Linked DNA regions of Arachis hypogaea: region 2 is linked to region 1. Evidence: chromatin contacts called from public Hi-C data. All regions are on one chromosome and are shown on one strand. The core of a region is the stretch at or near the end of the contact, and the rest is flanking DNA. Distances in the headings are between cores, read along the strand shown. Region 1 holds the start of LOC112722473 (protein IQ-DOMAIN 31). Region 2 holds the start of LOC112722475 (ABC transporter A family member 7).

Region 1 (5,978 bases), core at 2,581-5,080:
AGGACACAAGCACAAAGTATGCCCAACATCAAAATGAGAAGAAATATGCAACCATTAAAAACACCAGAAATCCATTTCATCTGCACTTCCTACTAAAAGCAACCTCTAGAAGAGAACACTGCAGACAGACTTGAAGTTTGTGAATGACAAAGTTCAGCAGAAGCTGTGTTACACGACTTCTTCTGTCAAACTGATCCCTTCATTGGCCCCAACATCCTATGAGAGAAGAGCAACATGTCAGAGCCATACTTTTTCCTACTGAAACTTTATAAGAGCACTTTATACAGCCACCTGCTTACCATGTTTTCTTTGTTTCCAAGTATATTATCTTCCGTAGCTGAAGGAACTATGAAAATCAAACATAAGTGTTACAAGTAACTAACCGGAATTATTGGTATAAAATAGATACTATTGCAATCTTACCCTCTTCAGCATCAGATTTCTTTCCATCTTTCTTCACATCACCCTTCTCTATTTTACCTTGGTTCTTACTTTGTTTCTCTGATTTCTGAACTGATCTACGGTTTCCGATGGTAGCAGACTTTGAATTTGCAGAGTACATTCTGAGACTCTCTCTCAACCGGGATCCTGAAGTGCCCTTTTGATTAGTTTCCTTCTTGGTTGATTCTGTTGCAGTAACAGGAGTGAGGTGAGCAGAATCAGTGTCCAAGCACTTCGGTTTCAGTTTTCTAGTGGCCATGGACGAAGAGGAAGTGCAGTGCACTTCATCATCAGATGATCTGGGCCCATCTGGCACCTGAGAAATAGACTCAGACACCTGTGATTGTGATTGCAATTGCAATTGCTCTAGATTTTCTGCAATCTTATAGCTTCCAAACAATTCCTTCACTTCTTCTCCAAGATCAGCAAGTTGATTTCGTTGCACATAGGATTTCAGCTCATCTTGAATCCGCTGGAAAGGCTAAAAACAAATGAAAGAGACATGTTCCGTAAACACAAGTCAACTACTCTATGACCATCTAGTGTATGATCTCTATTTTGTCTGGTAAAAAATAAATAGGGAGAATTCAAACATGCTGTGAAAAGAATTGATGTGTGTTCCAAGCATAGCTTACTTCACATCCTGCCTCCAAGGCCAGTTTGAAGAATCCAAACGAGAGTGAGTGCTTGGCAGCATTTTCAGAGAGCTTGATCTGATTTAACCAATATGAAGCCGAGGTCAGAAGATTGAATTTGATTCTGCTTGATGTTTTGGAGATGTCAGAAGAGGGTGTCTGGCTTCTGCTCTGAGTCTTTGTTCTCGTCTCCGATATTGGGGTGACGCTGCCAACCACCTTTGGGCCCGGAGTTGAAACTGATTTTGCAGGAATAGACTGCCTTCGTGGCGGTTTGGCACTACTGGACTTTTCCTTCCCAGAGAAATCCAGAACACCAACACTTTTACTCACATTGGGAGTGATTCTCCCTCTGAAGATGAAATAAGATCTCTCTTTAAAATAGATATATAGTCATTATACATATCCATATACATACGTATACTATACAATAGATACATTTACATTATCACAATTCAAAATAAGACATGTACTTGTTACTTAAGTATAATTTACATGAGGACAATGTGCATGTGATATGTCTATACGATAAGAGTAAGGAAAAAATTCCTCAAAATTTTAAAAAAGAGGGAATTGGCAATACAAATAACCAAGCAATTAATATAATAACATACTTAATGTTGGAGTTAGTACACAGAGATTTGATAATCATAAACATAATCATAATAAATTTAAAGATTAAATATAACTGATCATGAGTTAGTACACTTTTTTTTGTCCCGAAGTACAAACATGTTCCAGACAGATTATTACTATTATATTAATATTTTATTATTCTAGCAAATGCTTCAGTAATTTCGCACAACAAAGTTCCACAAGTTCTTAATATAAGAAGTTAGATCCGTACAATCTTTGTTTCAAACACTTCGCTTCATTTTACACACTCTAATCCCATAGTTCCAAAGGTGAAACCTAACAAAGACATAACTAAGTAAATTCAAAAAATGAAAGAAAGTACCTCTTAGTGTTAGATTCAGAAGAGTTGGAGCGATCGAGTGCACCTGGCTGCTTCTGTTCCTTGGATTTGATAGAGGAACGCAGTGCGTATCGCTGAAGCTTTGGCCTCAGCGAACCAGAGTTCCCCGCTGAACAAGAAGCACATACAGTTATTGTAATTACACACTATCTATGCATGCATATTAGAAGCAAAATTCAATTCAATTGTACCAGAAACACCACCAGAGGGTTGTTCCTTGATTGGTTCTTCCATGGAATCGAATTGAGTTCGGAGCACCACAGACAAAGCAAACGGTTATTTTGTGTATGAGATTGAGAGGTTGTAACTGCTCTGCTACGAGTCTTCGTGTTTGAGTTTGGTTTTTTGGATGAATAAAAATATAAAATACGACGAAGCGCGTTCGAAGAGGGTTTTATAAGGCTGTGTGGTCTGTGGTGTTGACAAGTGTCCTTCTGAGGCGGGAGAAACCAAAACTCAAAATTGCCCAACGGAAACACCACTCTCAGCGAACGGCAAACTGCTAAAGAAAACGGGGCCATCCTTGATGCTGACGTGGAAGCTCTTTTGTCAGTTGGGTCATGGTTGTGTTTATTGGACATTTGGACAATAAACTAAATCAATTCTTATATTATTATTTTTTAGTGTAAATTCATTTTTTATCCTATAAAATCTTGTACCTTGTATTTAATATTTTCTTTCTTTTCTTTTTTTATTCTTTATTTTGAAAAGCAAAGTCAAGATTATTAGTGGGGACTGGGGAGCCGGAGATGGAGGGAGGGGACCCCGTTGGGCCCGGCATCATGAGGCTCCTTTGCTGTTGGCATTTCAAATTTCAAACTCAAGTGAGCCGTTATTTCTTCTTATAATTTCGTGTTCCGTTCCGTTTTAGGGCCCCTTTCGTTGGTAAAAAATTGCTTTACAATTTTACAGAGAGAGATAATGCAATAGTGTCACTTGGCCCATACTTCTTCGGTTCTTCCCACTAACGGATAGCCGGATTGGATTCCAGGCTCACTCTTATGATTGATCTGAACTGTTAACTACCACAAGTCCACAACATTATATTGTGGACCCAAAACTATAAACTTAAAGAAGGGGGGAAGAGAAACGAAAGAGAAAGAAAAAGAAAAAGAAGAGAAAGGGCCGGGGGGGGGGGGGGGGTGGTGTTAAATACTTAAACATACAAGATCATTCCTTTTTGAAAGAATTCTTATCATTTAACTTTTAGGTCCATTACAAAATTAAAACATTTAGATAAAAAAATGGTTCAAATAAATTAATTTTTTAATATACTTAAAAAAAGATAATTATTTTAGAAAGGAGGAAGTAACTTATAGTATAATACATTTAATTTCTTAACTAAATCTTAATTTGTAATTTCAACTTATTTAATTAATAATTGGAAATAACTTATGAATTGATTTCTAGGTTCTAGCTGAATATGAAAATACAAAATAGACATGATATATCAATGTATTGAATGAGCATGAACATGTTAATGACAATTATGTAGGTAAAAAGTAGTTAAATAAATAAGTTGTAGATGTGTAGTAGTAGTAATAGCAAGTGCCAGAATGGATCTTTTCAATTTTTTGTTTTACTTAAGATAATAAAATATGATTTTTTATTATATATTTTATAAGTGAGATAAAAAACATAAAAAAATATTAAAAAAATTAAAGATTATATTTTATTCTTTTAATTAAAAAGAAATTGAGAAAATCTATTTTAGCAAAGTTAAGTGCCGACTGGAGAGTAGGAAAGCTATAAAGTATAAACAGTACACACTACACACTACAATAGAATGGCACCACTTGATTACACATATTTACATCCTCTGCGTTTGTCTTTGTCCTGACGCAATAACGAGGGAGAGCGGTAGGAGAGACCCTCGTGCCAGCGTGGCTCCCATTGCATGCACCACGCAAACCACTACACCAAACGCCACGCGCCCAGTGTTTGCCTCCTTGATCCTCCTCCCGAATCAACGGCTCACATTTCTCAACACTGGAAACGTGCCGCCGCGCGTGCTATCCAGATTAAGTCCCGACGGTGATGCAGTCATTTCGCAATGCTTTGGAATAAAGATTTTAAAGGAGCCGGAAGGAACACTTGCTTTTGAAGTAACTGCACCCTCGACTACCAAAAACAAACCACCCCCCAAATTTTAAAATCACCCCCACTTCCTTTCTTTTCACGTGCCATCGAATCTACCACTAGCTTTCCTACTCACCCTTCCATCAAACCGTGGATCTCACATCAACGTTCAGAACCCGAATCAAGTCATCGCATCGAACGGTAAGGAGCAAGATTGTCGCGTGAGCGTGAAACACACATACTCCTCCCCACAAATTATCCAATCTTTTTATCTCCAGTTTTTTTTTTTCTTTTAACAAATTTTTTCCAGTCTTCCAGCTAGCACACTTCACAGAACAACCAAACAAAGCAACCACAAAATTGATGCAGCTTTAGGAATTAGGATCAACCTCTCTCCCTCACTCTCTTTCTTTCTCTCTCTCCCCAGTCGTCAGTGTATGTTAAATATTTTCCTCATATATAAAAAAATTTGAGAAGAAAATAATTGAGTAATTTTTATATTTGTAATCTGATAGGTTGGTTGGTTGTGTGTGTGGTTGACAGGGATGGTAGATTTGAAGTGAAGAGGTTCCACATTGGTCAGGTAAAACACTCAGATCTAATCTCACTCTTTTTTTCTGGCCAGCTCCAACTTCACACACTGGTTTGTGAACTTGTGGATTAAGCAGTGTTCTATATCTGTTAGCTCTTGCTTTCTTCAGATCTTGTTTGTTCCAATATACTTTCTTTGTGAATTTTCAACTTTGTTTTGAGCTACCGATTTCTTTGGATGTCTGTCACGTTTCATATTTTACATTCTCCAATCTCCGTTGTTGTTGCATTCCTTGTTGAATTTTCTATTTTTATTTTTATTTTTTTTATGATTTGCTGCTTGGAAATTCCGTCAAGTTGCTGTGGGAGGTTGGGAGATTGAACCTGAATTCGACTTGCAAACTTGTTTGATAGTTTCATCATTTCATTTCCATTATGCTATGACTGTCGGTGATGGCACTTTTTTTTTTCCTTTTATCTTTTTTTTGTTTAAATTTGTGGTAGAGGTGTTTTCGGTGAAGGTTATTACTAGAAGAGTTAATGTGTGACGGTGCATCATGTCGAAACTTGAAAAATAAAAAAACGATGCGTTTTCTTTTTTGCTTTGCGGTGATGATGTATTATTGCATAGGATAAAAAGATGCTTGTTAGTTGTTACTAATTGTACATGATGTTGTCTCTTTTTGGTGTTTTTAGCTGATTGCGCCATTATTTCCTTGTGTACATGGTCTGCAAGCCTTTACTCTTTTTTAACTCTTATTAGTAGCCTAAGTCTTCTTTTGCTTTTGAGGTGATTATCGTCTTACGTTGTTGAGATTTGTAGGATTAGCAAAAATAATTATTCTCTTGTGTTTTGATTATTCATTATTTTCCTTTGTTATGTCATTCATTAAAGACTATTTATTTATTACCAAGATCACTTAAGCCAGAAGTTACCTTCTAGTATAGAAGTTACCTTCTTAGCATAATTTTAAATTAAATGAGATGCCATCATCAGATATACTTTGATAAATGGATGCAATCGTGCAAATAGTGTTCCTTTATAAAATTTGTCTATTTGATATTTCTCATAAGGCATTTATTAATCTTATGAATTTAATGAGCTCTACTTCTTGAAGTATAACATTTTGCAGGGTTTTTTTACATTTTGGATTTTTACCCTCCCAGTTCCTATATATGCTTCGCCACCTAAAGGGACTATCAGTTGACTGCACTTTTTAAGTGAACTAACTAAAGTCACTGAATTTGGTGATCTTGTTAAGCTGGCATCTTTCTTGATTTCTTCTGGATGAAGTTTTTTTTTTTTTTTTTTTTTT
Region 2 (5,978 bases), core at 1,609-4,108, 160 kb after region 1:
TTCATCACCCCCAAGTCAAAATATTGTTATGTGGTTATGCCTTTAGGATTGACGAATGCATGAGCCACTTATTAGCATTTGATGAGTATGATTTTTCAACCTCTCTTAGGGAACCTTATGGAAGTATATGTAAATGATATGCTGGTAAAGACAAAGCAAGCTTCCTTGTTAACATTCGATCTCAAGAAAGTATTCTCCACCATAAGAAAGCACAAGATGAGATTAAATCCTATTAAGTGTGCATTTGCAGTGGAAGCAAAAAAAATTCTCGGGTTCATGCTAACATAGAGAGGAATAGAATCAAACCAAGAAAAATATGTGGGATCCTCAACATGAAGAGTCTGATGTCAATCACTGAAGTTCAACAACTCAATGGGCGACTCATGACATTGTCAAGATTCCTTGTATGATTGATACTAAAAGAAATACCCCTATTCTCGATGTTAAAAAAAGACATCGACTTCGTATGGATGGAGGATTGTGAGAAGGCTTTCCAGCAATTCAAGGAATACTTGGCGCGACCTCCGATCCTCTTGAAGCCTAAGGAAGGGAAAGAGCTAATCCTTTACTCAGCTATTACAAAGAAAGCAATAGCATCAGCTTTGATAAGAAAAGATGAAGAAAGGCAACCTCCAGTGTACTTCACGAGCAAAGTACTTCAGGGGTTCGAATTAAACTATCAGAAGATAAAAAAAAATTGCATATGCTCTCATACTTTCTTCTAGACCGCTCCAACCTTACTTCCAAGTCTACATTGTCTGAGTCTGCACCATCCATCTAATGAAGAGCATATTGTAGAAAACCAACCTCACATGAAGAATATTACAATGGGCTACAAAGCTATCCGAGTTTGATCTAAGGTACAAAGCTTGGACTGCATTAAATCCCAATGCTTAACCGACTTCCTAGCAGAATATGCAGGTGAATACAAGTTAGAAGACTCAAGCTGGCATATATATGTCGACGGATCTTATTATTGGTAGTGGAGCAGAAGTCATCCTAAAAAACTTGGGAGGCACAAGGTTAGAATTATCACTCAAATTCGACTTTCAAGCTTCCAATAATTAGGTAAAATATGAAGTCGTGTTGGTTGGATTCCAACTTGCAATAGAAGTAAGAGCTAAAAAGGGGGTAATCCACAGTGACTCCCAAGTCGTTACCTTGCAAATTAATGGGAGCTATCAAGCCAAGGATTCTTCCATGAAGAAGTATCTTGAGATAACCATCAAACTAATATCTGAATTTCAGGAGGTGAAAGTCTGACACATATCTTGGGATGACAACAATAGAGCAGACGCCCTATCAAAGTTGCCAAGCACCAAACCTGGGGCAGCTACAGAAGCCTGAGACAGGAGATGCTTCAAGAACCATCAATCTCGAAAATAGAGGTCAACTCGGAAGTACTCGTAGTCGTGGGGCACGACCTGGGATGGATGACATCATACATCGATTTTCTTAATTTTGATATAGTTCCAAGTGATCCGAAAGAACTAGGAGGCTCATCAGAAAAGTGCTACACTCTACATGCCCAGCTCACTTCGTGTCCAACATACATGCTACATTCGAAATTAAGCCTGCCAAGATTGGCCCAATAACCCTAAAATTGCTACAAAAAACCTAGCTTAGATATGAGTCTCTGAAACTTTTATCCGATCTGATTTGGGGAGCAAATTAAGTGCTCCCCCTACTTTGGTTACCACATCTAAGTGGTAACCACCCTGAACATGGGGATGATATCCCACATTATAAAGGAAATAACCACTCATGATCTCTAAGAGTCATTTCCAAGAAATGACTAAGTCTAATACTTTTATTCTATAAATACTCTATCAAACAAGCATTTTTTTATAATCTAATCTCATTGAAACATACTAAAAACTCTTGTTAATTTAGGCATCGGAGTTTTATGCAAATATTTTCACCATCGTCTAGGTCAGGATGAAACACGCGAATAAGAAAAAGGAACATGAAGAAAAAGGAGGAGAAACATAAACAAGAAAGAGAAGGAGGAGGAAGAGGAGGACGAACGCAGAATATAAATATTGAAAAAAAAACGACATAATTTTAGGTACACATTATGTAAATGAGTTTTGTTAGGTTAAAATTAATTTGTATGAATTTATTTACCAAAAAAATTTATATGTATAACGAAACTGTAATTTTTAATTATATACTATAATATATCAAAAATAAAAATAAATAGAGTTAAATTAGGTCTAAATTCACACTCAATGTTATTCGCAACTTAATCTGTTCAGCTTTTAACCTGGAGCACTATAAATTAGATTGCCAACCCTATAAATAAGATTGGATTGAATTGGATTGAATACCCCAGATAAGGTTAGTATTGCCTCTTATGTCATAAACAAAAGAAGGAAACATATATCCATACATTTATATGTTCTTTCTTAGTGGAGAAGCATTGTGTGCACCCTAAATTGGATCGAAAATCCTTTGGCTTTATATTTTTTGTTTGCATTGTACACTGCATTTCTTTGGCTTTATCTGAATCCCCGGGGGTTTGTAAAATACATTTTTTGATGATCGGTTTGTAAAATACTTTAAAATGATGTAAATATATTTTTAAAATTTAAAAAGTATCCCCGTTTAATATTTTAATATATTTTATATTTTAATATATTTTAAAAATTAACTTATTTTTAAATAAAAATAAAAAATATTATTTAAATATTAAAATTAATATATAATTATATATAAATATATATAATTTAATTTATTTTTAATATATATTTTTTTATTTTTTTAATATATATTTTATATCAATAATTAATTTTAATATTATAATATGGTTGAATAAAAAAAATCCTGGAAAAACATACCTACAAGAGAAAAAGGAACTGCAGTAGTGCAGTGTACATTAGTAGTAAGTAGTACCTGATATAACAAGGTTACGTTCACGCGGAGACACTGAAACACTTTGCATTCAACAGAAAACAACAATGTCCAACCCAGCTAGCTTCTGGACACAGGCTAACGCTCTTCTCCGCAAGAACTTAACTTACCAGGTTACCTACCTTCCAATTCCAACCATCTCATCTTCTTCTTTTCTTGCTTCGTTAATTCTTCCTCACTTTCTTACAGAAACGCGATGTCAAGACCAACGTGAGGCTGGTGCTGTTCCCGGTGATCCTCGTCGTACTGCTCTACGCGCTCCAAACGGCGGTCGACATCGTGCAGAGAGCGTCGCTTCAAGACGAGGAGAAGACGAAGGCCGCCGCCTGCAAAGGCTGCGTCTGCGTTCACGACATCGGGCCCCATGCCAAGTGCCCGGATTCAGAGAAGGTGTGTGGGCCCCGATTCTTGGGCCAAGAGGATGCCAAGAAGTGTCCCGTACCCTACCCACCGGAGTGGCCTCCCCTTTTGCAACTTGACGTCGGCGACGGATTCTTCAGCAATGATGCCGCCCGCAATGTCACCATGCTCTTCACTGGCACTGACCAATTTTTTGGAGAAAGTAAGTTTTTTTTATGGTCAATTCTTTGGTGGCTTCTATTTTGGTGTGGAAATTCTAAAATTTATATTTTAAAGTAAATATTAAATATTTAAAAATTATTTATTTTTATATTTTTTAAATTACATATCAATTTTTAATTTTTTTAATAAATTAGACACTAAATTTTAGTCACTGAAATAATTAATATTTTTTATATGTTCTAAAAATTTATTTTATTGTTAAAACTTTTATATTAACCATCTTTTTGGATAGTTTTGAGTCCATGGAGAGTTAAAATCAAAGGGTGAGGTGCACGAAATCAGTTCATTGGGTTTGAATTTCACCGACTTATGAAAAAATTTTACAGTTACAAGTTAGTTATTTAGAAGAGATACACAAATAATTTTGTCTAAAATTTCTTTTTCTTGACTGAAAAAAAATGACACTTCATATGTTCTTATAATTTTGTTGAAAAATATTAGTTTTTAGTTTCTTTAAATGCTTTTAAGAGGAATCTTTAAGAGAAATCATTTTTCTTTTTGGTTCAATCAGATAGAAAATTTAATTTATGGAATCACTTTTATTTTTTTTCATAGTATATAATTATATATTTTGCACATGCAATCTGATGTAAATTCAAGTTTAAGTTTAAGTCGCTGGTTTTGTATTTATCATGAATTCAGTTATCACAAAAGTTAAGCTTTTAGATGAAGCACGACTGCACGAGTGTATGATGAATAATTCTAAAAGAATGCCATGCAGAAAAGAATAGACGTCACCTGAAATGGAGTGATATGTTGTGGAAACTACATTTTGAGAAAAATGTAGTTGATTAACCTTTTTTATTTTGTTTATTTTCTCTTTCAAATTTATTTGTGCAGGTTTATTTGGAACTATGTTCCCAACTGAGTTGAGTATAAATGAGTCTGATATCATGGCTAGTTTGGCATCAGTTGTTCTGGTGAGTCAATATTATTTACTGCTTCTTCCGTTTGTCTTCTGTTTCAAAACCTGTTGTTGGTGTAACCATCAGAAACTGTGCAGGGAACTGAATTTGGGTTGGATTCAACCCTTTTTGTGGACCCTGCGTTAAGTATTAACTCTTATATCCTTTATCGTCTACAACAAGATCAGTGTAAGGTGAACTCTAGTTTCTCCTTTAACTTCAACGAGGGAGACTCCAAAATGATCCGAGGTATTGAACTACAGAACATGACGTGTTTCTTGTGATAATGACATTTTTGTAGACATGATAATGACATTATTTGAGCATGTTGCATTGAAAACTTTGATGAACACTCTCTTTTCTGACTCTGTTAGATATGCATGGCTTGAATCAGATGCCTTGAGCTTTTATCACTAATTAAAAGTTTAATTTCTTTAGATGTTAAGGTGAATTGTACTCAGGCTTTTACCTTATGGCGCAAGACTTTTTCTGATATATGGGATGAGCTACAAGTTGAAGATTGTGATGATGATACAACAGGTTACACGTTATACAAGAATCCTATTAGTGGAGGTACTTAGTATACCATTATGTTTAAATTTATTTAATCTGTGGAAAACCATACTAATTTAATGTTGTTTTTGCAGCTTTTGACTTTCTAAATTCGAATAAGAATATTTTTAATGTTAGCTTTTTAATTTACAAACATGACAATAGAGATAAGATCAACTTGAGCCGCACTCCTCGTTCTGTAAATATGGTATGTGTCTAAATCTTGTTATTGCTTGTCTCTCATTGTTTTCTTTGGACATCATATCCCGTTTTCTAATAATAATGTATATGACATAATGTAGCAGAAAAATCTTTCCAACATTTTGTTTTATCTAGCAAAGTAAACACTAGAGTTCAAACACGTACTTCATTTATTGGTACTCTAGTAGATTTGAACAACAGAAACTTGCTTTAGTCATTACCATTTGAAAACTAACTGCATCAGTAAATTTTACAAAGTTGGTATAGAAATAGCAATTCCTCTATACATATATTATTAGCAATTTTGTGTTGGTAACATATTTCAATAGGGACTGACTTCTAGTATATCTATGCATGCATGCAGATATCAAATGCCTTCTTGAAGTTTTTGCTGGGAAATGGTACCAAGATGTTATTTGACTTTATAGAGGAAATGCCAAAACCTGCATCCTCAGACACAACAATGATTGATATAACTTCTCTCCTGGGTGGTTTGTTCTATACATGGGTCATCCTTCAACTGTTTCCTGTAAGAGCAGAAATATCTGAACAAATTGATCAACTATGAATATAATCAATTTGTTTGTATCTATGAAACAGTAGTTAACAGAAATGAGTGAGTTGTGTTGCCATTATGTTGAAAAAATGTTTTTCTTTTAACTAGTTTTGATTTTTTGAAATATGCCTCACATTCCTACTTATCCCTATGTTGTGTTTTTTCTGCCTTCTTCTTTTTAATGTTTCTTGCACACTGAACAATATATAATGTGAACACAATAGAATTTATTTTGTTGTATATTTAGCTGTTCAACAGGAATAAACTTT

What was found. A called contact is a pair of places that touch in the nucleus more often than the background predicts.
Region 2: a contact with region 1 is called in a Hi-C map of an unstated tissue, with 4 times the contacts expected there. The contact joins the promoter of LOC112722475 here to the promoter of LOC112722473 in region 1. A contact is called at or near these places in 4 of 8 Hi-C or Micro-C datasets (leaf and an unstated tissue).

The regions. Positions count from the first base shown.
Region 1 is chr11:122,375,342-122,381,319 of arahy.Tifrunner.gnm2.J5K5, forward strand. LOC112722473 (protein IQ-DOMAIN 31) reads left to right here and starts at 3,831. Exons shown (of 8, transcript XM_072207188.1): 1 at 3,831-4,332; 2 at 4,675-4,714. LOC112722471 reads right to left here and starts at 2,572. Exons shown (of 6, transcript XM_025773509.3): 1 at 2,244-2,572; 2 at 2,035-2,161; 3 at 1,077-1,428; 4 at 424-922; 5 at 300-337; 6 at 1-216. The coding sequence starts at 2,286. The coding sequence ends at 169.
Region 2 is chr11:122,533,548-122,539,525 of arahy.Tifrunner.gnm2.J5K5, forward strand. It overlaps LOC112722475 (ABC transporter A family member 7), which reads left to right and starts at 2,859. Exons shown (of 18, transcript XM_025773516.3): 1 at 2,859-3,026; 2 at 3,103-3,475; 3 at 4,336-4,415; 4 at 4,499-4,649; 5 at 4,839-4,973; 6 at 5,048-5,160; 7 at 5,518-5,682. The coding sequence starts at 2,961.